Regions from separate parts of the Sus scrofa genome. Here regions 1, 2 and 3 are each linked to region 4. A link is a contact called in public Hi-C and HiChIP or PLAC-seq data. All regions are on one chromosome and are shown on one strand. The core of a region is the stretch at or near the end of the contact, and the rest is flanking DNA. Distances in the headings are between cores, read along the strand shown.

What was found. A called contact is a pair of places that touch in the nucleus more often than the background predicts. HiChIP or PLAC-seq counts read pairs in DNA pulled down with a chosen protein or histone mark.
Region 1: a contact with region 4 is called in a Hi-C map of fetal skeletal muscle, with 3 times the contacts expected there. The contact joins the enhancer-like site here to the promoter of NEPRO in region 4. A contact is called at or near these places in 2 of 5 promoter capture datasets (liver and skeletal muscle), 9 of 47 Hi-C or Micro-C datasets (embryonic fibroblasts, epiblast stem cells, fetal skeletal muscle and 5 more) and 1 of 2 datasets of contacts at active chromatin or transcription factors (skeletal muscle).
Region 2: an H3K27ac HiChIP or PLAC-seq map of alveolar macrophages shows a contact between it and region 4. The contact joins the promoter of NAA50 here to the promoter of NEPRO in region 4. A contact is called at or near these places in 1 of 5 promoter capture datasets (liver), 1 of 47 Hi-C or Micro-C datasets (embryonic fibroblasts) and 2 of 2 datasets of contacts at active chromatin or transcription factors (alveolar macrophages and skeletal muscle).
Region 3: a contact with region 4 is called in an H3K27ac HiChIP or PLAC-seq map of skeletal muscle. The contact joins the promoter of USF3 here to the promoter of NEPRO in region 4. A contact is called at or near these places in 1 of 5 promoter capture datasets (liver) and 2 of 2 datasets of contacts at active chromatin or transcription factors (alveolar macrophages and skeletal muscle).

What each region holds. Positions count from the first base shown.
Region 1 is chr13:146,298,669-146,304,270 of Sscrofa11.1, reverse strand. It overlaps SIDT1 (SID1 transmembrane family member 1), which reads left to right. Exons shown (of 26, transcript XM_005670213.3): 25 at 78-191; 26 at 2,046-3,896. The coding sequence ends at 2,108. All of the region lies in intron 1 of LOC110256422 (a long non-coding RNA gene), which reads right to left. Among named protein-coding and RNA genes, the nearest start is that of USF3, 71 kb to the right of the region's middle. Within about 2 kb of position 2,795, at least 5 of the 83 cell types and tissues checked have an H3K27ac peak or open chromatin away from gene starts, as enhancers often do. A contact at or near this core is called in fetal skeletal muscle and skeletal muscle, where this site is marked.
Region 2 is chr13:146,191,834-146,197,869 of Sscrofa11.1, reverse strand. It overlaps NAA50 (N(alpha)-acetyltransferase 50, NatE catalytic subunit), which reads right to left and starts at 4,652. Exons shown (of 5, transcript NM_001244807.1): 1 at 4,351-4,652. The coding sequence starts at 4,358.
Region 3 is chr13:146,225,952-146,231,723 of Sscrofa11.1, reverse strand. It overlaps USF3 (upstream transcription factor family member 3), which reads right to left and starts at 1,539. Exons shown (of 7, transcript NM_001244860.1): 1 at 1,280-1,539.
Region 4 is chr13:146,898,725-146,904,278 of Sscrofa11.1, reverse strand. NEPRO (nucleolus and neural progenitor protein) reads right to left here and starts at 2,269. Exons shown (of 9, transcript XM_003132674.4): 1 at 2,061-2,269; 2 at 100-254. The coding sequence starts at 2,163. All of the region lies in intron 5 of GTPBP8 (GTP-binding protein 8), which reads left to right.

The DNA of each region.
Region 1 (5,602 bases), core at 1,546-4,045, 600 kb after region 4:
TAGCTTTCTGGATGCTCAGCGCTCTAGGGAGTCGAACTGTGGGAATGCTACCCAAGTCCTGCCTCACCTTCTTCCAGGGAACACCAGCAGAATCCCGGGAGAAGAACCGAGAGTGTATTCTGCTGGATTTCTTCGATGACCATGACATCTGGCACTTCCTCTCTGCCACTGCCCTGTTTTTCTCATTTTTGGTGAGTTTATAAGTCCTTTGTTAATTTCTGCTCTCTTTACACCCTGTACTCTTTCTCTTCCCCTCTTCCTTACATCCCTTCTTGTATTTTTTTTTAATCTTTTTATCTTTTTTAGGGCCCCACCCACGGTATATGGAGGTTCCCAGGCTAGGGGGTCTAATCTGAGCTGTTGCTGCCAGTCTTCACCAGAACCACAGCAACGCCAGATCCTTAACCCACTGAGGCCAGGGATCGAACCCACAACCTCATGGTTTCCACTGCACCATGACAGGAACTCCCCCTTCTTGTATTTCTAATTTCTCTCTTCAATTCTTTGTCATTCAATGTATAGATTATCATTTCTTCTTCTTCTTCTTTTTTTTTTTACATTGCATCCTTTATTTTCATTTTCCTTTTACTCTTCAATACTTTAAGACACGGAGTTACAAAATAATTTTCCTTCATTTGCTACAGAGTTCAGTTGAATGGGCTTAACTGGTTGTCAGAAGTCACGCGCCCAGAATTCCCCCCAGGAACCACTTTGGCACCCACTACAATTTCAATTATTCCTTCTTGAGCCATATTTACATTCCTCCCTCTCTTCCAGTCTCAGTGCATATCTTACAAATTTTTTACAAGTTTCTGGAGTGGCTCAGGATAGCAGCATGGTCTCTTGCTGTCTTCTAACTGCTGTCTTCCAAAGCTCTCCTTTTTTTTTTTTTTTTTTTTTTTTTTTTGCCCAAACACCTTCTCAGAAACCACGCATATTATATAACAACCCAGGATGATAACTCCTGCAACCCTTCATCTTAATTTCGACACTTCCAAAATAAAAGTCCATGGTACCTGTATAGAAGGTTAACTCACAAATAACACTACTAGGCCTCCTGGGTTCACACTGCTGGCTTTGGTCTCAGCCATGCAACCTCGAGAGTGGAGCAGGGCTTCCTCCTAGTGGCCAGTTTGGGAAGTTTCATCAACCTGTATAAACATGGTTCCTTAAAGCTTGTTTTTGAGGCTTACCTTCTCTAGAGAGACAGAGACAACACAAGTGGAGCTAAGGGTTCCATGTAGAGAGGGTGTAGTAGAGGGAACTGAAAATGGATAATGAGAGTACTCATACTCTGTGCAACAAGATTTCATTCCGTTTAGGTCCTGACCAACATGTGCCCTTCTAAGTGGAATTGACATCCCTGGCTACCCAATCGAAAAAAAATTTTTCTACCTTTCCCCATCCCATACTTCCTATAATCTCTCCACAGTTTAATTTTCACCCCAAGTACATATTACTAACATCCTCTATTTCACTTGTGCATTTGGTTCACGTCTAAAGCCCTCTCTCAAATGTAAGCCCCATGAGAGTAACGATTTTTGTCTCCTGTTCCAAGCCATATCTCTACTATCTAGAATAGCACATAATAGACCCTTGATAAATACTTGAATTAGGAGTTCCCGTCATGGCGCAGTGGTTAACGAATCTGACTAGGAACCATGAGGTTGCGGGTTCGATCCCTGCCCTTGCTCAGTGGGTTAAGGATCTGGCATTGCCGTGAGCTGTGGTGTAGGTCGCAGACGAGGCTCGGATCTGGTATTGCTGTGGCTCTGGCGTAGGCTGGCAGCTACAGCTCCAATTAGACCCCTAGCCTGGGAACCTCCATATGCCACAGGAGTGGCCCAATAAATGGCAAAAAGACCAAAAATATATATATATATACTTGAATTAATAAATGATGTAATGATGACAAGCGCCTGTTAAGAGCATGGCATTGCAGGAAGCTGTAGAAGACAGGATAACAAGGGCACTTGTGTGTCTTAGGAAGTAAGGACTTCCTGCAGCTGTGCGTTCCTCTCATTTCTCCATCCCTCTCCTTTCAGGTTTTGTTAACCCTGGATGATGACCTGGATGTTGTTCGGAGAGACCAGATCCCTGTCTTCTAAGCCTCTAGCATGAAGAGGGGGAAGAGGGAGCCATCGATCTTGGTGCTGTTTCATGAAAATTACAGGGGCTGCAGCAAAGTAACCACTGCCAAATGCTCCACTGACCCTCTGTCTGGTTGGCTCTGTACACATTCCCACAGGGAGGAAGGGAGCTGCAGGGGGACCCAAGCCTGCAGGGAGGGAGACAGAAGGGAGCCACAGCTGTGGACAGAGGCAAGCCCTGCAGAGCTAAAAACACCCACCATCCCCTTCTGTCGCTACTCTGAGTTAGAAATGGATAAAAGCTGCTTCAAAGTCAGCTATCTTGGGACCCTTCCCACCCTCACCTGAGATGGGCCAGCCATGGCAGAACCATGCTGCACTCTGCCCTCAGCTGCCACCCTGCCCAGAAAGGCCAACAGCTCAGATTTCCTGCCCAGAAACTCTCTGTAACTACAACCTCTGTTCTAGACATTCCCAAACACTGGCCTGTCTCTCCAAGGTCCTGGGGTGACATGATTCATATGAGTCTGGTAGAGGGTTGGCCCCTACTAACTGGGACAGATGTTTTATAGCGCCACCTGGTCACCTCCTCCGCAAGAATGCTGTATGCTTCCCCCTGGTTCCTGACTGTATTAGGAGGACTCCATGTCATCAGGCTGTGTCTCCTGCTGCTGAGGGGTAACAGTATCTCCCTGTTGTGTGCTGACCCAATGACTCAGGCTCTACCTTCTTGGCAAGGCCCTGTTACTCCATGGGCTGGCCTCGAGGTGGAAGGGGAAAGGGGAAACCACTTCCAGCAGCAGGAGGAGCTAGACAAATGACCTGCAACACTAGGACACTGGTGACATCAGCTTTCAGCAAGCGGGCTCATGCTAAGGACTGGGGCACTCTTGGAGCAGATGCAGCAAAGGCAAAACTGCTTCCTCCTGCCCCCAGTTCTAATAGCTCCATTCCATGCCCGCATCACCCTTGAGGAGGAAAGAAGTGTTCCAGCCAGGGGCCACTGCCAAGCCCTCCTCTGCTGTCTTTTGCAGACCAGAGGCTCCAGACTTCCCTTGAGGTTCTCTGCAGGTCACTCTCCCTCCTCCTCTTCGGCTGTAAAGAGCACAGTGGCTTTAGGGTTGTCTCATCAATGTACCCAATTCACATTCTCTCCCCAGGACCACACTGAAAACCTCAGTGTCCCACTTCACTCTCACACTGTCTGGCAGCTCTGCCCACAGGAAGTTTCACTTCGACCAAACTCCCTTGTTCCCTGGAATATGATGTCATCAGAAAGTGTACAGGCAAATGCGCTCACAGAGATATATTTGCCTGTGAAACTGAAGTCACCCCTCACTTCCGCCTTCCTCATTCTTCATTAGAGAAATGGATCAGCCATTCTTTTAAAATATATATAGTTCTTTCTCTAAAATATTTGCGTAATGTTCAAAAACTCATTTTGGACATTTGGCATAGCACACATTCCCTGATTTTTAAAAAACACAAAAACGCTTTCAATGAAACATGATTTTTTTTCCTACAATGCCCCCAAATTTGCAGTCGTCTGTTATTCTTTATTCCTAAAAATTGTTGGCTTGTCTAGGCCATACGCAGACCACCTATTAAATGGCTGTATTAAATCTAACACCTAAAAAAAATTTCAAACCTGTTTGACTTGGCTGATTTAACCTAATTCTTTTATTTTTAATGCATTAAAGTATTTCAAATACAAAAAAGAAGAGAAAAAAAAATTGAGGGAGGTGGAAGAAAGTCTGTTCAGGTAGCCCTGTGACCTGAAGTGAATAAACTATAGGACACATCGGCTCTTCAGTAGCTTGCTTGGCAAATATGTCCATGGAAATGGGGAGGGAGCCCTATAGAACTGGATGGATTGTGCTGCTGTGTTCTTGACCGTTTTCTGACAATGTCTGCCTTGTGCTATAAACTCACACATTGTGGTCAGTTCTCCACAGCAGGATGAAAAACCCAGAGCAAGCCTGCTCTTATAAAAATCAATTTTAAATGTACTTGGTGCTGGTTCTTTCCACAGTGCCTCTGTGTGGTTAGAGAACACAAGAAAGTGGTTCAGCTGCTTCTGTGGGGTTGATAGGAACTCAAGGTGCAGGGTGGAGGCAGGGGTGTGGCAGGGGGCAGCCCGAGTTACTCACAGTGGTCTCTCATCTACTTGTAAAACAAGTGATTTTAGCCTGTGCTCATGGACTTCACTTATTTACAAGAGAAGGGAAGCTGAGTGCAGCGGGAGGGTAATTGGAGAAAGCCACCCTCTGTGAAGAGGCTCTTGGCAGAGGCACAGAGTAAAAAGATCAGTGCAGTTGGAGGGCAGAGATGTGGCAGCCAGAGGGGCAAAGCTGTGCACAGAAGAAAAAAACAGCCCCTTCACACCTCTGACAAATGCCGGAGAGGCAGCCCCACCTGTTAACGCTGGATGGTTGAAGGATTAGCCCAGTTTTATTTTAGCAGCAGGAGAAGCCAGTGGAAAACCAGAATCTATCTGGGGAAGGGACTTTCCATGACTGGAGATCACCAAGTCAGCTCCTGGGGCAAAGAGAGCGGCAGCTGCTTCTTTTGTAGCTCCAAGCAGCCACCAGAGTGTTCTGTGGGGTTGCAAAATGCATGTGTCAGGGAAACGAATAATACCCAAATATTTTTCCTCCTGGGAGACAGTCTGTCTAGAACTTGGGAGAAAGGCAAAAACAAAGATAAACACTTTTCATAGAACAGTGTCAAGTCTGAGAAAAATTCTTGAGTCAGACTTTGGTCCAGTTATGTTCACCTGCTCGCTGTGTGACCTTGGGCAAGTCGCTGAAACTCTCTGATCTTCACCTACCACATTTACATAACACTTCATGAAGGTGACAAAGGTGGAGATGTGCAGAGGCACCAGAAGCAGTGCCCTCACAGAGGAGATCCTCACCCGCACCTCTCAAATCCCACAGGGTGGCAGAACAAGAGCAGGGCTTCCTGCTGGGCTGGCTTCTCTCACCCATAGGGGCCCCCTTCCTTGGAACCAGCTGTGCTGTTTCCTGTCCTAAGCTCCAGGAGGCCCTGAAGAGGCTGGGAGGCCTCCTCACCTTCAGAGAAGCAGCCCAGAATTACCAAACCCCTCAGCCCCAGCCCTCTCCTTGCCCTTTATTGCTGCATTTCACTGCCTCTGGCCCTTGATACTCTTACTCCAACACAGATGAAAAATCACTGCCAAAGCTGGGGCCAAGTGGAAAGGCCGAGTGTGGAAAAAGTCACACCTCATTCCTGCCAGCTCTACCTTGAGAATCTCAGAGAAAACCTAGACTTCCTCCTCTCTTGCTGAAACTGCCATGGTTCAGGAGATGCCAGGTGCAAATATCCCCCCACCCCACCCCCACCCCAATCACCAAATGTTCAGTAGGGAAACTTGGATGTTCATCCTGGATGAAGGGGGACCTCAGCCTGCAAGTAACAGAACAGGTCCCAGAAATAGGAAGCCTGGGAGGGTCACTCTGGTTTTGAAATGACTCTAAGGTCCCCTTGAG
Region 2 (6,036 bases), core at 3,403-5,902, 710 kb after region 4:
ACACTAATGGCAACACAGCATTACTCACCAATGCATACATTTGTACTGGTAGCAGATATACTTTCTAAATTATCCAATGATTATATTTAAAAACAGATGCAAACGTGATCTTATGATTTATGCAGCTGTACCTGCTCATGTGCATAGTGAAATCAATCTCTTACTGCAGAATACTTTCCTTTCATTCTCTTTTAGTTAGGACATTGAGTTTTTAAAAATTATGGTACAGTTAGGTTATATTTTATATGAATTGATCTGAACATATCAAGAAGACATTACAAAGTTTTAAAATCCAGTATCTTTTTTTTTTTTGGTCCTTTTTTTCTTTCGAGAGCCGTGCCCGTGGCATATGGAGGTTCCCAGGCTAGGGGTGGAATTGGAGCTACAGACACTGGCCTATGCCACAGCCATAGCAACATGGGATCCGAGAGGCATCTGTGACCTACACCACAGCTCACAGTAACACCACATCCTTAACCCACCGAGCAAAGTCAGGGATAGAATCCGAGTCCTCATGGATACTAATCAGGTTCATTAACCATTGACCCACAATGCGAACTCCAAAATCCAGTATCTTAACATCCCACAAATTACCGGCCTTACAGAAGCAACGAGTATGAACTGCAGGTTTACAAAGGTTCTCAAATTCTACTTCAGCCTCACTTTTTTTGTTTTTGGTATTTTCCCCTGACAAAATCAGCAATAAAACTTTAAAAAAAAATTACCTGTTTTATTGAAATGTAAGATTCACTACTAAGAGCGTAATGATTTTTTATACTATGATTTTTTTTTCTTTTTTTGTCTTGTCTTTTTAGGGCCGCACTTGCGGCATATGGAGGTTCCCAGGCTAGGGGTCCAATCAGAGCTACAGCTGCTGGCCTATGCCACAGCCACAGCAATGCCAGATCCGAGCCGTCCCTGTGACCTACACCACAGCTCGGGGCAACCCCAGATCCTTACCCACTAAGCAAGGCCAGGGATGGAACCCACAAACGCATGGTTCCTAGTCGGATTCGTTTCCACTGCACTACAAAGGGAACTCCTAGAGGGTGATGGTTTTTCACATATGTATACACCTCTGTAATCAATACCTAAAGTAAAGATACAGAATGTTTCTAGCACTTCAGTAAACTCCTTTGCCCTTTCCCAGTCTATAAACTGTCAAAGGTAACCACTATTTTCTGAGTTCTTCAACAGATTCATTTCCGACAGCAGAATCTTATACATTAACACTTCCATTAGTAAACTACACTGTTTTATATACTATGTTATTGCTATCTACTTTCCCTTCTTTGTCCAATGTATTCACATCTAGTTAAAGACATTTTTGTTAGAACTAATTCAAACTTCTTTGCTACAATTGAAGGGTAAATTACATTGCCATCTCAGTCCTGGTTATGGCATACCTTGTTTAAATATCACCTTACCTAGAGAGGAACAAGAGACAAAAATAATCGCTTACCATGCACTAATTCAACCTACAATGTCCCTAGTTCATAAAAACAAGCAACTTCAGTACAAAGGAATCAACATCTTGTAATGTACCTCACATTTCTAGATCACCATATAAACACATGCAGTAATTAACAACTGGAAAAAAAACTGGAAAATTTACCTACTATGGAGGAAAGGCAAATATATGTCAGTATCATGGAATTCCCTACTGCTACTAATGAAAACTAAGTAAAAATATGAAGAAAAAGCAGGTAAAATAGTTGTTTTTAAAGTTTCCAAATGAGAGAAAATATGGGCAACAATATAAAATATTTAAAGAATAGACTGATTTAGAGTTAGTGGTTCTGCATTTGTTTCCAATTTTAGATACTTCTATTCAACTTACAGTTCAGTCAGCTCAATACATAATAAAACACTTAGCAAATAAAATTTCACAGAAAACCCCATAATCAGGACCACTGTTTCATTTTCACAGGTCTTTATGAACCAAGAGTCTGGACTGTTAGTACTGACCACATTGTACTTAATAGAAATCTCTGAAGGCAAGGACTTTAAAATCTTTTAAATAATATCCACTGTCTTCCCTTGTCCAACACCGTAAGGATAAGACTTACAAAGTGAAAAAAGTATAAGAAAAAATATAAGATCCCATCTTATCTGGGAGTTAGTTTATCTACAAAGTTAAAGGAACTATTCCTGTGAAATTGTCTTAAAAGTTTACCATTAAGAACATAAGCTTTTTTTTTTTGTCTTTGTGCCTTTTCTAGGGCCACTCTCATCAACCACTGAGCCACGACAGGAACTCCAATAATCTTAAAACTGTCGCAGCTCTTAAGAGGTGATAGCAACTAGACTAAAGGGCTCTACATTTCAGGCATAGCTGATGACATAAGGTACACATTTCATAACTGTAAGTTTCCTCTAAATTTGTCCATTTACTCATTTCTGGAGATTTGCCTCCATGAAGTTATTATCTATAAAAAACCATTTTAGGAGCTCCCGTCGTGGCGCAGCAGAAACAAATCCAACTAGGAACCATGAGGTTGTGGGTTCCATCCCTGACCTCACTAAGTGGGCTAAGGATCTCACATTGCTGTGACTGTGGTGTAGATCACAGACGCAGCTTGAATCCTGCGTTGCTGTGGCAAAGGCCGGCAGCTGTAGCTCTGATTGGACCCCTAGCCTAGGAACCTCCATATGCCGAGGGTGCCACCCTAAAAAAAAAAAAAGCAAAAAATAAATAAATAAATAAAAAATCATTTTAAATAAAAAGATAATTGCCTCATGAGTATATTACCTGAAGGTAGATCGTGAATAATACTGCTCTTTGACCTCATTTCTATGGCCAAGTTAGTATCAGGAAGAGCATTACATCCTAGGTAGACTGAGCTAGACCAAAGATTTTTGATTCAGAATAATTCCTTGGAGGCATTCTTTTATAAATCCATGCGCAAGTTCAACACCAGGAACTCTTCAACCTCATTTTTATTACTTTAACAAATACAAATAAGTATTGAGTGGTACAGACAGTATCTATACTCGGGAAAAAAGGAAAAATCTCGCCAAGTTGTACTGGATCATACATAAAATAGCCAAACTTCTAAATCATGATTCAAGTGCAGCACATGCTTCCAATATCTCTCAATCAGTATCCTAATTGGAACACTTCAGAACCTGATGAGAAATAATGCAGGTACTGTGAAATTTTCATGATTTCTAAACTTTAACCCCAAACATGCAATTCGACATCACAATATTTAAAGTAAAATCAGAGTAAGGAATCACATTACAATCCTTGGGTCAAATTTAACTTTCTTGGACCTCTTCTGCGACCTCAAACACATATATACACCGAAGAAATATTTACACCCTTGTTTTAGACAGTATGACTCTGAACGCTGACTTTTATTTCATCCTCAAAAGGGGTGCTGAATAATTTGAAAGGTTCCTTAACCCAAAACACAGTTCTTTAACTGACTTGCTATAACAGAAAAAACTCAGGCATCTCAGAAAGGTTTTAATATTGCTAAGATTTCATTTCTTTCTCTAAGGAGGGTAAAGGCAAAACAGCTTGGTCACTATTTTAAAACACCGTGTTATGTAATGAATACTTCAACAATAAGCAATTTAATAGAGTAAGGTGACAGCTTATTCAAATAGAAATAGTCGAAGAGAAACCATCCTTTACTTTATCCAAGAGGGAGACTGTGAAAGTATATTAACTTTGCCAAGCACCTGAAGAAAGCTTCCAAGGACCCCCCTCAAGGCACTGGGGCAAGAGTAAACTCCTGCAGCAATAGCTCCACCTACTGATCAACAATACTTCCTTGAACATTCTGGCACCCCAAGTCTACAGTGCTCGCGCTCTCCCCCTCCTCCACTCGCTCTGACCCAACCCAAATCCAGTTGAGTCACTAGCTTTTAATACTCATCTCCATGCTTTTTATTTAAATTCCTTCTCCTTCCAGAAGCTTCTGCATCGCTTCCAAGTACAAATAAGCCCGAAAGATGTCAAAGACCACAGTTCTCAGTGTGGAGCCTGGATCTGATGAGGACAACCAGACCACTCCACTCGAGTCGCGGGCCGGGGGTGGCTATGCCGTCCGCTCCCAGACAGGAGGCCACAGGCGCCTCACAAGAGCTCGTCCCCTCTGCCCCAGCAAGATCTGGTTTCCACTTAACCCACATTCGTCCTCTGGGCCCAAATTCTGGGTTCCCCGGGTTTTGCTTCTGCTGGCCCTTCAGCCCGCCAACAGCCCGCGCCGAGCCTCCGCCCCCTCCGTGAGCAGAGAATCCCACAAACCTCCCTCCGCCAGGTCCTGGCCCAGAATCTCTCACTTCCTTCGCAGCCCCTCTCTCCCGCCGGTCGGGCCCTGTCTGGCTGCCCTTCCTCACCCTTTCATCTTCCCCGCCTGCTGAGGCCGTTGTTACCACCGATATCAACGCCGTTGTCGTCGCCGCCCTGAGCTCTCCGCGCCCTCAGCTCGGGCCACTCAACCCCACAAGCCGACCTCCTCGCCTAGGGCAGGGAGCTGAGCTGTTGACGGAGGCCGCGAGATTCGAGCGCAGCCCTGCGTCTCCAGAGGGGGCGGCGGTGCGTCCTGCCGCCGTGCCGGTGCCGCCACTTCTCCACACGTGCACACGGAGCAGTCGCCTCCCTCCTGCCGCCGCCGCCAGCCAGACTCGCCGCCGCGCTGTGACCTTTCACCCCGCCCCCTCTGCGCGCCGGCGCGTCGGCCGTCTCGCGCGCAGGCGCACTTCAGATCTTTCCGTACCCTTCCCCCTCCACTTCAGAACCTCCATCTTTTACTGGGTTCCGCCTTCTGGCGTCATCCTTCTCCTCCTGTCCCTTGCAACACAACTTGTGGGGCTTGCTGGGTCGGCCCTGGCGGTAAAATCCAGATTTTTTCCACCCCTCCCTTTCCTCTTCCACTTCAAATAGATCAGTCTTCTTCCTCTGTTCTTTCCAGTTGATAGTCTCCAGTATGAACTTCAGACGGGCCTGTCTCCTAATATTTTATAAAACTGGTTCTTCTTAATGTAAAGAAGCTTATGGAATACTTAGATGAGGTGCTTTTAAGACAAATAATTGTAATTGATAATTGGCTGGATAACTTGGCTTGCGTCCAGCATGTTTCAAGTTTTCATGTCACGTGACTACCCCAAACCCTCAAGCCTGTGATTCTACCTGCGGGCCCCAGGAGAACGGAACTCCATCGCCATTTCCGGTCCTTAGACCTCGGCGGTGAACGTCACTTCCTTAGCAATGCACTTTAACCCGTTCCACCCACGTCTTCTCCGTTGTACTTTACAAACATAATCTTTGTGAACACTTTCGTTTTTCCCTAACATCTAATGGCAAGAAAATTACTGTTCAAACGATCCGAAAAAATACAGGCCCACGAGATGCAGTGAGCCTGGCTAGGGAGGACTGGGCGGAGCTCGAGGTCACGTGACTCTAGGCCCGCCCCCTTCTCTGCAGCTGAAGACTTCCCCTCCCACAGTGACAGAGCCTCTGGGTCGGTCGGTGTCGGTACACTTTTTGCACCTCGCGCCCGGGCAGGTGAGCGGCGACCGGTAACCGGCGGCTGGTGGGGCTAGAAGGAGTGGGAGGAGGAAGAGAAAGCAGCGTGTGCATGGTGGCTTCTCCTTTTCAGGGCTTCCTCCTCGCTGTCATCCTGCATTGGCGAGGAGCTTATTTCTCCAGTTATCTTGACCCTTGCTCCCCCACTGTGGTCGCCCCTGCAACCTAGGGGTTGGGACGTCCACCTTTCCCACGGTTGGGGGTGAGTGCGGCCATTGTGGTTACCCATTCGGACTCTTCGGGGCTTCGGGTATTGGGATTGGTTCAGGCATTCCTCGGTGTCTGCAGTAGTCTCCAGGTCTGAATCCCCAAAACCCATTCTTTGGCAGAGGCCTTGCATGGTCTTTACATTCAGCCCTAGGCTGGGGAGCGGGAGGTAGGACAAACCCTGGAGGCAGAGGCGTCTCCTGCGAGACAGGCTTGGGAGAGAATGTCACCAATGTGGCCCTCATTGCGGAGTCACTGTAAAGCTTGCTTCCAAATGTGCATTCTCTGTA
Region 3 (5,772 bases), core at 290-2,789, 670 kb after region 4:
AATATAAGACCTATGTATACAAAAGTTATATTGCTTAGACTAGAGCAAAATGTAAGATTAAGTATTCATTTTTTTACACTGCTCCTGAGACAGGATACTGTTCCTGGTTTCAGAAGTGCCATGATTACAAAGTATTTTGCTTATTTTGTAACAAATACTTTTAAAGTACTTCACAAATAAAGGGAAATAACAAATGTATCCAGCATGGCAACTCTGTACCATACTGTCCCGTGTAGGAGGAAAAAGTCATCAAGATGATTAGAGTGTTACAGCCTGTAACACTTCCTTCAAAGAGCAGGTTCGTTTGCTTGCTTGTTTTTCAAGAAGAGTCAATGGTACAAATCGGCTTCAGAATCCTTGTTGCTCAAGGAAGGGTTTATTCAAGAACTCTGTACATTGTTTATAAGTGAACAACTCTCTTTTTTATGCAAACTTAAGTTAATCCAAACTGTCTTGTTTTGTATGGTGTCACGTCAATACATCTACCTAATTGTAAAAATGGCATGAGAACATAAGTTGGAAGCTTCTATTGGGATCCCACATAGAGGTTTGAGCAGTCTCTTATTTCCAGATAAAGTTAATATATTCGAGGGACCATATCCCAGGGTAACTATAGTGGGGGCGAAGGGGGCAGTGAGAATTCGAGAACCCGACAATCACGATGTTAAAAAGAACAAGAGTCCACAAATATTTCCTCATAAATCTAGAACTAAATCTCAAGAGTTGGCCATTCGCTTGACCGCTCCTACTCAGAAAGGAAAAGAAAAGCTTCTAGAAAGAAGACGCAACTCTCGACATAGGGGTGAGAGTTAAAAAGCAAGTCACATGAGTCTGACCAGTGGGTCCGAAGGAAATTCGGAAGGCAAGGAAAGAGGGAATGAGGAGACAGGAAAAGGTGAAGGAGGCAGGCAAAGGCCATCCGGTGTGAACCTGGATGCCCAGCTCTTTATGCACCCGGGGCAGCGTGGAGCCTCCTTCGCCTCGCGCGCATCTGGGGGTCGCGCCGCAGCGCAAGCCCCTCACGGGCCCGGCACCAGGGGGCAGGGGAACCGGTAGGTCGGGGAGAAGAGGGGCGCGCGCACCTTCCGCGCTCGCGCCCCACAAGGCTCTGCACGCAGGGGTCCCCAGGAAGAAGGCACACTTTGCGCAGCCTTCGCCTCCGGGAGCAGGGAGGGGGTGGGTGGAGCAGAGCCCGGAGCCGCCCCCCGGAGCCGCCCCCGCTGCCCCGGCCTCCGCCCCCCGCCCCGGCTGTCAGCGGCCCCCTCCCGCAGTCACTCACCCGCGGGCTGCGTGGTCTCGGCCGCGGCGGCGGCGGCTGCGACCTCCGCCTGGGTCATGATCCCAAGCGGGTTCGGCAGGAGTGTCCGACCGCCCGGGCGAATCTCTCCGTCCGCGGCCGCCGCCTGCTCCTCTGGGGCTGGGGGAGCGCGGGCCCAAGCCCTCCTCTCCCCCCGCCCCGCCACCTCTTCCTGCGGCCACCGCCGCCGCTGCGAGCCCGAGCCCTCAAGGCCGGAGACCCGGCGGCAGCGCGGCCTCAACTTTCCCAGCCCCCCTCCCCCCGCCCCTCCCCGTCCCTCCCCACCCCTCCCGCGGCTGCCGCTCGACACGTGAACAGCCTACCCTGGATGCACTGCGGTCCCGCCCCTGCCACTCAGCCCACCAACCGGACCCCGGGGAGGCTGCAGTGGTAGCCAATCAGAACCCGAAACGCCGTTGCGCTATGCTAGAGGGCGGGAGGAGGTGGAGGGAAAACTGAAGAGCGAACGGGCTTCGGGCCGCCCAATGAGGAGGACCGGGCTGAGGGGCGGGGGGCGGGAGGTGTACAAGTTGGGTTGAAGGGACAGGAAATATTCTTAAGGGTAGAGTGATGAGCAGGACGGAAAGCCAGTAGGTGAATGGGAAAGAGGTGGGCCTGGTTCCTTAAAGGGGACGCCTTGAGAACCTAGAAAAGGGTGTTTTAAGAAACTTCTTTGTATATCCTGTTCTCTGGTCTGCTTTCCACGTCTTTAGTAGGAGTTTGGAAGAGGAAAAACTGACAAGGAAGAGGGCAAGGAAGGCTTGCAAGGACGATTAGAGAGCTTCTCTTAGCCTGGAGAACAGGAAGGCGGAATGTGTTGCCTCGTAACCGGAGGTGGGGAAGAAAGAAGAGAATGCAGACGTCTCCGACAGCCTTTTCACTGGAAGATTGTTGTCGACCTGACACTACTCAGATTTGTTGGCTGTGGTTATCTGTCATTTTTCATTTGCCACAAAGACAGATTCCTGCGAACCGTGTTCAGAAATGTCCCGAGGGCCTTCTAGCTGGGGGAAGAGAGTATGTGGCGTTAAGAGATGGGGTTTGGAAGTTCAAGCTTGTGTTCCTAGAGACCTAGATCTGGGAGGTAGAGCCGCAGGTGTTAGAATGGAGACCTGAGGGTCCTCATGGGTTTGGGATCCCGGAACCGTGATCACAACTCCCTTTTCCTGGTGTCATTTGATACTTCATAACCCCTCCTCTCCCGAAACAGGTGTCCTCCACCTAGTGGTGGCGAAAGATTTCCACGTGTTACCACCACCAGATTTGGAAATGTCCCAGATCTTTACTAGTCCAGGGGCTAGACCAGGTAATTTCTAGAAGGTGCATACAGAGCATATGGCATAGTGAGCCTGTGTACAGAGGAAGCTGACCTTGTACTGGGGGAAACTGTGAAGTTAAATAGTAACTGCATATTACGTCTGTACAGCATTTGAAAAGCTATGATGAAACAGAAGGTCGTTAGTGTTACTTATAAGTGATGGCACTATAAACAGTCTGGAAATTTTCTTTACATCTTGCATCTCAGCATATGACCTTCTAATTAACCTCTGAATGCATTTGGCACACTCAAAGCTGCAGAGTGAGAAAGACCCTAGGGTTTGGAGCCTGATAGTAATGCTAATATAGCATCTCCAAGAAATTGAATAGTATTAGCATGTCTAGCTGTAGGAAATAATTTCCACCGTGATCAGAGTATAAGGTATTCTGGAGTTCCCGTCATGGCTCAGTGGTTAACGAACCCGCCTAGTATCCATGATGGGCTGGATCCCTGGCCTTGCTCAGTGGGTTAAGGATCCAGCGTTGCCCTGAGCTGTGGTGTAAGTCCCAGACGCTGCTCGGATCCCGCGTTGCTGTGGCTCTGGCATAGGACGGCAGCCACAGCTCCGATTAGACCCCTAGCCTGGGAACGTCCATATGCCGTGGGTGAGGCCCCAGAAAAGACAAAAAAAAAAAAAAAAAAAAAAAAAAAAAATATATATATATATATATATATATATATGGTATTCTGGCTTAAAAGTTATTCTGGTTAGTAAATATCATATCTAGGGGATGTATGATTTTTCTAAACAACTAGAATGCCTTGAGCTAAAGTAAAATAACACATATAGTTTTGATGGTTCAGAAAACAGACTTTGAGTTTCTTTGGAACACTATTGAAAACGTATGTTAATACCTTTCACACACAATTTAGAGGTATTAAATAAATTTCTATTTGATAAAGGTATGAGGGGGAGGGATAAATAGAGAATTCGGGATTAACGGATACACACTACTATATATAAAATAAACAACAGGAGTCTACTAAATAGCACTCAATATCTGGTAATAATAATAATGGAAAAGATTCTGAAATATATATACATATGAGAATCATTTTGCTGTACATCTGAAACATTATAAATTAACTATACTTCAATTAAAATTAAAATTAAAAAATAAAACGATGGAGTTCCTGCTGTGGCCCAAAGGGTTCTGTGGCATCCGTAGTGGTGGGATACAGGTTTGATCACTAGCCTGGCATGGTGAGTTTAAGGATTCACCGTTGCTCCAGCTGCAGCAAAGATTGAGACTGCAGGGATCTGATCCCTGGCCCCGGAGCTCCATATGTGGTGGTGGCATGGGGGGGAAGGGGGAATGTTAAAAAATAAGAAAAAAGAAAACAACAACAGAAAGGTCTGGATGTTAGCTTTTAAAATTCATCTTCATTCCTTACTGAAACCCAAATTCCAACCATACATAGATCTTTTCATTGACTTTGCCTATTCGACATTGGTTTACTGCTCTAGATATGAGAGAATGTTATCAAATAATCGCACCAGGCCCATTTTGGACTAGCTGACTAATGATAAAATATGGTGGCCAAGTGAAACTTGTCTCCCTGCCTCTAGGCCAAGTCCATTTTTCACAAGGCTCAAGTAAATCTAATTTTCACCCATATACTTAAGATCCTTCAGGGGTTCCAAAAGGCTGTTTGCATGACTTACAAACCTTTGCTTGTATTCCCAGTTCCATTTCCTGACAGCTCTTTTTTCCTATTCCTGGGGATGAATGACTAGAGGAGGGGGCCGCTGACAGCCAGAATGGGAGTGGCCAAGAGTGGAGGGCCTGGCCCAGGGCTGCAGGGGCACCTCTGGGGTATAGGCAATGTGCCCCCCTCCCTGCTCTCCAAGGCAAGGGCTGCAGTGTGCCTCCTTCCTGGGGACCTCTGCATCTGGAGTCTGATGGGGTACAAGGGCAGGAGGTATAAGCACCCCTCTTCTCAACAGGAAGCCCAGCCAGGCCCAATGGGGCAGTGGGTGGGCTCAGGCAGTGCCCTGACTCCCAAATGTGAGCGGGATGAGAGAGGCTCCATGCTTGCGTTTTCTTTTCAGATTTCAGAAATGAATGGTGGTATAAGTGAATGGGCAAATGTTTGTAGTATTTTGCATTTTATATCAATAAATATGTGAATTCCAGGTGTTCTGTATAATCACCAACCCTTAATATTGTCAGTCTTTTAAATTCTAGCCTTTATAGTGGATGTGAAGTGGTCTCTTGCGATTTTTTTTTTTTTTTTTTTTTTTTTTTTTTTTTTTTTTTTGCTTTTTAGTGCCGCTCAAGTGGCATATGGAAGTTCCTAGGCTAGGGATTGAATAGGAGCTTTAGCTGCCGGCCTACACCACAGCCACAGCAAACCAGATCTGAGCTGCATCTGTGATCTATACCACAGCTCACAGCAATGCTGAATTCTTAACCCACTAAGAGAGGCCAGGGATCGAACCTGTGTCCTCATGGGTACTAGTCAGATTAGTTTCCGCTGAGCCACAATGGGAACTCCTAGCCCATTTTAAAAGTAGGTTGCTTGTCTTATATTGAGTTGTAAAAGCTTTTTATATCTTTTGGATAAAAGTTCTTTCTCAGATATATGTTATGCAAATATTTTCACCAAGTCTGTATCATAGGGGAAAAAAAGACCAAAATTGCTTTCTTGAAGTATAAATGACCTTCAATAAACTGAACATATTTAAAATGTGCAATGTGGAGTTCCTGTTGCGGCTTGGAAGAAACAAATCTGACTAGTATCCATGAGGATGTGAGTTCGATCCCTGGCCTTGTTCAGTGGGTTAAGGATGTGGCATTGCTGGTGAGTGGTGGTGTAAATCGCAGCTGCGGCTTGGATCCCGCATTGTTGTGGCTGTGGCATAGGCTGGCTGCTACAGCTGATTCGACCCCTAGCCTGGGAACCTCCATATGCCACAGGTGCGGCCCTAAAAAACCAAAAAATTTTAAAATTAAAAAAAAAAAAAACGGTGCAACGTGGCACCACCTTCAAAATAAAAAATGAGCTTATCTATTCTGCATTGTTTTCCTCATCCTCCTCATGCACTCTTTCCCCTTGCTCTCATCCTGTCCTCCAGGCGACCACTATTTTGACTTTCTGTCACTACACATTCATTTCATTTTCTAGAATTTTATATAAATGGAACATTTCCACT
Region 4 (5,554 bases), core at 1,020-3,519:
ACTGTGATTTCCATAAACAACAAAATATTAAGTGGCAGAGTGATGTCCATCTTCATCAAGTAAACATGTTGAGTCTTAAATACAGGACTTCCCCCTTACCTGTTTGAGGGCCAAATGGGGTTTGTGGCGGCCCATTCTGTTGTGATTGCTGTAAAGGAATGCGCATAACACATCCGTTTCTGCATCTAAGGTTTGGCTCTTCAGTGACAGTATAACAAGAGAGCATTCTTTAATTACAGCTGCAATGCAAAGGTCTAAAGCAGAGATGTTTAGTTAGACTTAATATGCATTTCTACATTTTAAGTATAGCATATAAAATGTACATTGAAAGAAGCATCTTCCCTTATTTAATAAATCAAGAACAAATTAATGTCATCATTACTGTCATCATTAATTTGTTCCTGTAGGAACAAAATGATTTCAAGTATGTGAGAAGTCACATAGGAAGGAAGGAAAATGGTGCCAGATGATATCAAGTCCAAGAAGTCACTGAGAGAACATGTGTTAAACTAGTATACTTAACACCTTAAGTACCCTGAGGTGGGAAACATGTTGTGTACTTCTCTAAACGGATAAATTAATTCTCTTAAAAATCAAAGGCACTGTATTTGGGTACTGCTTTACAAATATATTCAGAAAAGAGAAACCACTGTTAACAACTGGAAATTATGTAATTTATGTGACTGAACACATGGTACTTAGTAGAATGAGATGATAGCTTTTTGGTCCGAAAAGCTTTGAAGTAGAAGATGGAGTTAATGTGTTGTCTGTGGCTCTCAGGGTAGTACTAGCCTCCTAAGTGGAAGTAACACAGAGGCAGATTTCTATAGAACATAGAGAAGTTTCTTAACCGTCCCAGCTATTTGAGGCCAGAAAGGGGTGCCTTTGGGATAAAGAGAGAGCTGGTGAATTTCCAGGCCTAATAGGAATCATGTTAAGGAATTTTTGAATAGAGGATGGGGGAAGGTTTCTTGTAAACTGAGCAGGATGGATGGATAGGGCTGGGGATGTGATGATTAGGTAAGTTACAGGTATTAAATATTATTAATAACAGCTATCATTTGAGTATTTATTCACTGTATCAGGCACTGTTCCAAATACTTTACTCTTCCATCAAAACAGTTCTATAGGAATTCCCATTGTGGCGCAGCTGAAAGGAATCCGACTAGTATACATGAGGATGCGGTTCAATTCCTGGCCTGGCTTAGTGGCTCAGGGATCCGGCATTGGCATGCGCTGTGGTGTAGGTCTCAGATGTGGATCGGATCCCCCATTGCTGTGGCTGTGGTGTAGGCTGGTAGCTGTAACTCTGATTCCACCCCTGGCCTGGGAACTTACATATGCTGGGTGTGGCCTTAAAAAGCAAAAAACAAACAAAACCCCCAAAAAACCAAACAGCTCTGTAAGGCAAATACTGTTTTACCCTCATTTGGAAATGAGCTGAGACCCAGAAATGTGAAATAAGGACACTCCCATCCCTCACCCTAGCTCCAGCAGAGGAAGAGCCAGGTTTTAAACCCAGACCAAGCTCCTGCTGCTTGATAACGGCAATGCCACCATACACTGATATTTCACTTCAGAGCATACTCACCTAAATGACATCATTATATCCTCCCAACAACCCAGTGATGGGCAGGGAAGACTAACCCTATTTTACAGAAAAGAAAGGGGGATCTAGGAAGAGTGCGATTTAAGTGCAGAGTGCTTGAGTGACCCGCCGCTCCTCGGTGGAAGAGGTCGGGAAAGACTGTGGAGTAACCACGGCTCTTGGTGGCCTGCGTCAACAGAGGGTTCCCAGGCAGCACTTTTCCCTGATGCTAGCTGCGTTCGCCCCTCTCTGCCTTTTCGGCGCCCCATGGAAGCCCTGCGGTCGGCACGGTGGGTCCAGAGAACAGCAAAGCCAGAGGTCCCCACAAACGCCCGACCCCAGATGCCGCACACCGCCGTCATACCCAGCGTCCCGCGGAGTCCGGAAGTCCCGCCCCTCGCGCACGTGCGCCGGCAGCGGCCAGACGCCTCCTGCGGAAAAGCCTGCGCCCCTTATGGGGCGCCTCACTCACCCAGCGGTGTGTCAGGGTTCTGCACGATTACTGTACTGCGGCTGCCGGCTTTGGGGATCCTCACGCGGTTCCACAGTTCCGGGCTCGGCGGCAGCGCAGCCATCTTGAGAGACAGAGGAGGACCTGGAAAAGGCGGAGCTGGGCGAGACAAAATGAAACGACGAAGCAGGAGACGTCCGGGGCAGGCGGGGGAGGGGAGGTTGAGGAAGAGGGAGAGGGGGCGGGGCCTGGGGGCGGGGCGGGGCCTGGGGGCGGGGCGGGGGAGGGTCCTTTACGGAATCAAATGCGGTGTACCTGAACGACCCAGAAGTCATTCAGGCGCTGGTCAGGTACCAGAATATTTGGGAGATTTGCAGATGAGGGGGTGAGGCGGAGCCCCATCCATGTACTACTCAATCAAAATCTCTGAATAAGGCGAGGAATCTGCATTGTGTGTATGCTTCTCCAAGGGATTCTGAGGCGCAATCAATTTTGGAACTATTTCAAAGCATTTCACAAATGTGCAGAGTGAAGCTCACAGTTTAGTTGGTGCATACACCTCTATCTCCACCCCAGACATTAGGGGGAAAGGAAGAAGGGAAATAAGGAGGCAGAGTTTACATTTGTAACATAAGTGATTTACTTTGAGTTAGTCAAGGACAGCTCTACCTTGAGCGGCAACAAAACCACGATCACATCACAGAAATTGGAGGCCTCTGACTCTATCAACCCCATCTTCTGTCAGCGTCCAGAACAAGTTGATATCCCAAGCAGTGCTGACCCCCACCTCTCTAGTATCTAATAGTTCATTTATTTTCAGCCACCCTGATGCTACTTTACTAAAGGCCCCCACTGCAGTGCTAAATTACTAGCTCCTCCAAACCTTAGTATCCGTATAGATAAAATGATGATGATAATACAGAATGATAAAGTACTCAGAGCTGAAAAGTGTTTTGGAATGGTGCCTGGCATACAAACAGTACTCTTAGCAGAATTAATATTGTTAATATTTTTTTACTGTTTAATGCAAATAGACTTGTCATAACACTTTCCATGCTCTCTGTTTATACCTTTATACATATTAATTTCTCTACCTGGACCATTTCCCTTAAACACAATCTCCCCCAGCTCTGAGTAATTCTTCCTGAACATCCCTTTCCCACTCTACAACTTGATGTAGAGACCCCTTTATGTACTACCTTAATGCCCTGTGTTGGCTTCTGTATTAGCTTCCTGTTGCTGCCATATAGTCACTTACAGTTATATTACATTTCTGGAACTTAGAAGTCCAAAACTGATCTCACTGGTTCAAGGTTGGAAGCGCTAGTGGAAAATTCATTTTCTTGCTTTTTGCAGCTTTTAGAGGCCACATGTTCATGTTCCTTGGTTCATGTCTCCATCCTCCATTTTCAACGTCAGTAGCAGAGCATTTTCCAGTCTCTTTGCACCTTCTTTTTCTCTCTCATCCTCCTGCCTGCCTCCATCTTAAAAGGACCCTGGTGATTATTTTGAGCCCACCAAAATAACCCAGGATGATTTCCTCATTTCAGAATCTTTAACTTAATCACATCTACAAAATTTGTTTTGTAATGTAAAGTAGCATATTCATAGATTTGGAGGATTAGGATTTGGACATCTTAGAAGGGGGCATTATTCAGCCTACCACAAACTCTCACAGAATTTACCTCACTGTACTATATTAATTTGTATATTTGTATGCCTCTTTCTTCAGTGGTATGTGGGCTTAATGTAAATATTGTAAATAATGTAGGTTATTGATCTCTATATAACAATGCTCAGCTCAGAGCCTGACATGTAGTAGGACCTCAATTAATTTTTGACAGCTTTATTGAGGTAAAATTGGTATGCCAAGAACTGCACATACTTAGTGTGTACAATTTCACTAGTTTGTCAGTATTTAATGGCTTAAGTAAGAGACTAGGTATTCTTGAATAATGCTTTTGATGAACAAGTAGGAATTTCCCAAGCAGATAAGAGAAGAAGACATTCCTGACAGAAAGATGGTAAACAACGTGGGTTGAAGAATCAGTCATCCTGGATGCATCAGTATTGCTGGAGCATGATGTGTTTTGAGGGATAAAGCTGGGAGTAATGGTGTCAGGGACAGAATGTGGATTTACCTTGAAGGCTGGTGGCTCTCAATCCTGGCTGATCATAATAACCTGGCTAGTCTTTTAAAAGAGAAAAACTTCAGGCTTCACTTTAGAAATTCTTATTCATTAGGTCTGAGTAGAGTTCTAATCTGTGTTTTTAAATGCTCCTTGTGATAGTGGCCTATATTAGGAATCCCTTATTGCAGGTGACAGAGAAGTCATTGAGTCTTAGGCTGGGCATTTGTGGTCACCTTGCATCAGAGGACAAGCACTCTGGAGAACAGATTTGAAGGAGATAAGCCTGGAGAAAGGGAGGTAAGGGGATCTATTAAAAGCTGAGGCAAGAGGGAATGAAGGCCTGAATTCAAACCCTGGCACTGAAGATGGACACTGACTTATTTAGATGTCTAGTATTTAGGTATATAAATGTCTAGTATGACTTTCAGACTTTTGCCTTGAGTTTGAGATGTCACATCCAAAAGAAGAACAAATTTAAGTAGTTGGCAGGAATAGAGAGAGAACTTTGACATTCTGAGTTTGAGATTGCCTGTGGGCCATGTTGATACATAAAACTGACCATGATAGAAAATGATTTGATCACCAGAATAGGCCAAGGGAAATGGGGCCAAAAGAGTGAGTGAAGCTGGACCTACTAAAGAGATGAAGGGAAGAGAATTGATGAAAGAAGATGCATTATTCATTCAGCAAAGTTTTGGAGCATCAGCTGTTTGCCAGACACTATACTAGGTCCTAAAGGAAACAAGCAGTGGTGGAATGAAGTGCTTAGGTAGAGGGTTTGTCTTAAAGATCAGAAAGCTTTTATTTTCTGAGCCAGGGAGAAAACTAAAGATAGCTTTATACATGAGTATGTTTGAGGTGGGGGAACAGAAAGATGAAGGAGCTTCAGTGGAGTAGGATTTGCAACCATTACCCAGAGCAGAGGGCAGGGAGATGGGTTCCAGGTGAATGGTGGAAAATTAAAACCAGAGCCTGCTTGAACTGGGGGATATGGAAGAGGCATGGGCTCTGTATTTTACAAAGAAAGTAAGGTTTTAGGGTCATGCTTTAAAAAGTTTGAATTTGTGAAGAAAGACTGCCACAGACACACATCGCTGTGAAGTAGATGAAACCCTGTCCATCTCATTAGTAATCCAAGAAATACAGACTAAAATAATTTTGGAGTATTATCAAGTAGACCATAAGTAAAAAGCATCATGTCCCATGTTGGGCTTTGGACAAAAATTTATATATGAAGTTATCCTTTGTCACAATCATAAAAATGGAAAATGATATATCACACAATGAATCAGTGGTTTTCAAGTATTTTGGCAGTGGAATTCTTTTTCCTCACAAAAATCTTAACATGGAAATCAGATATGTAAAACAAATGAAAGCAGAATT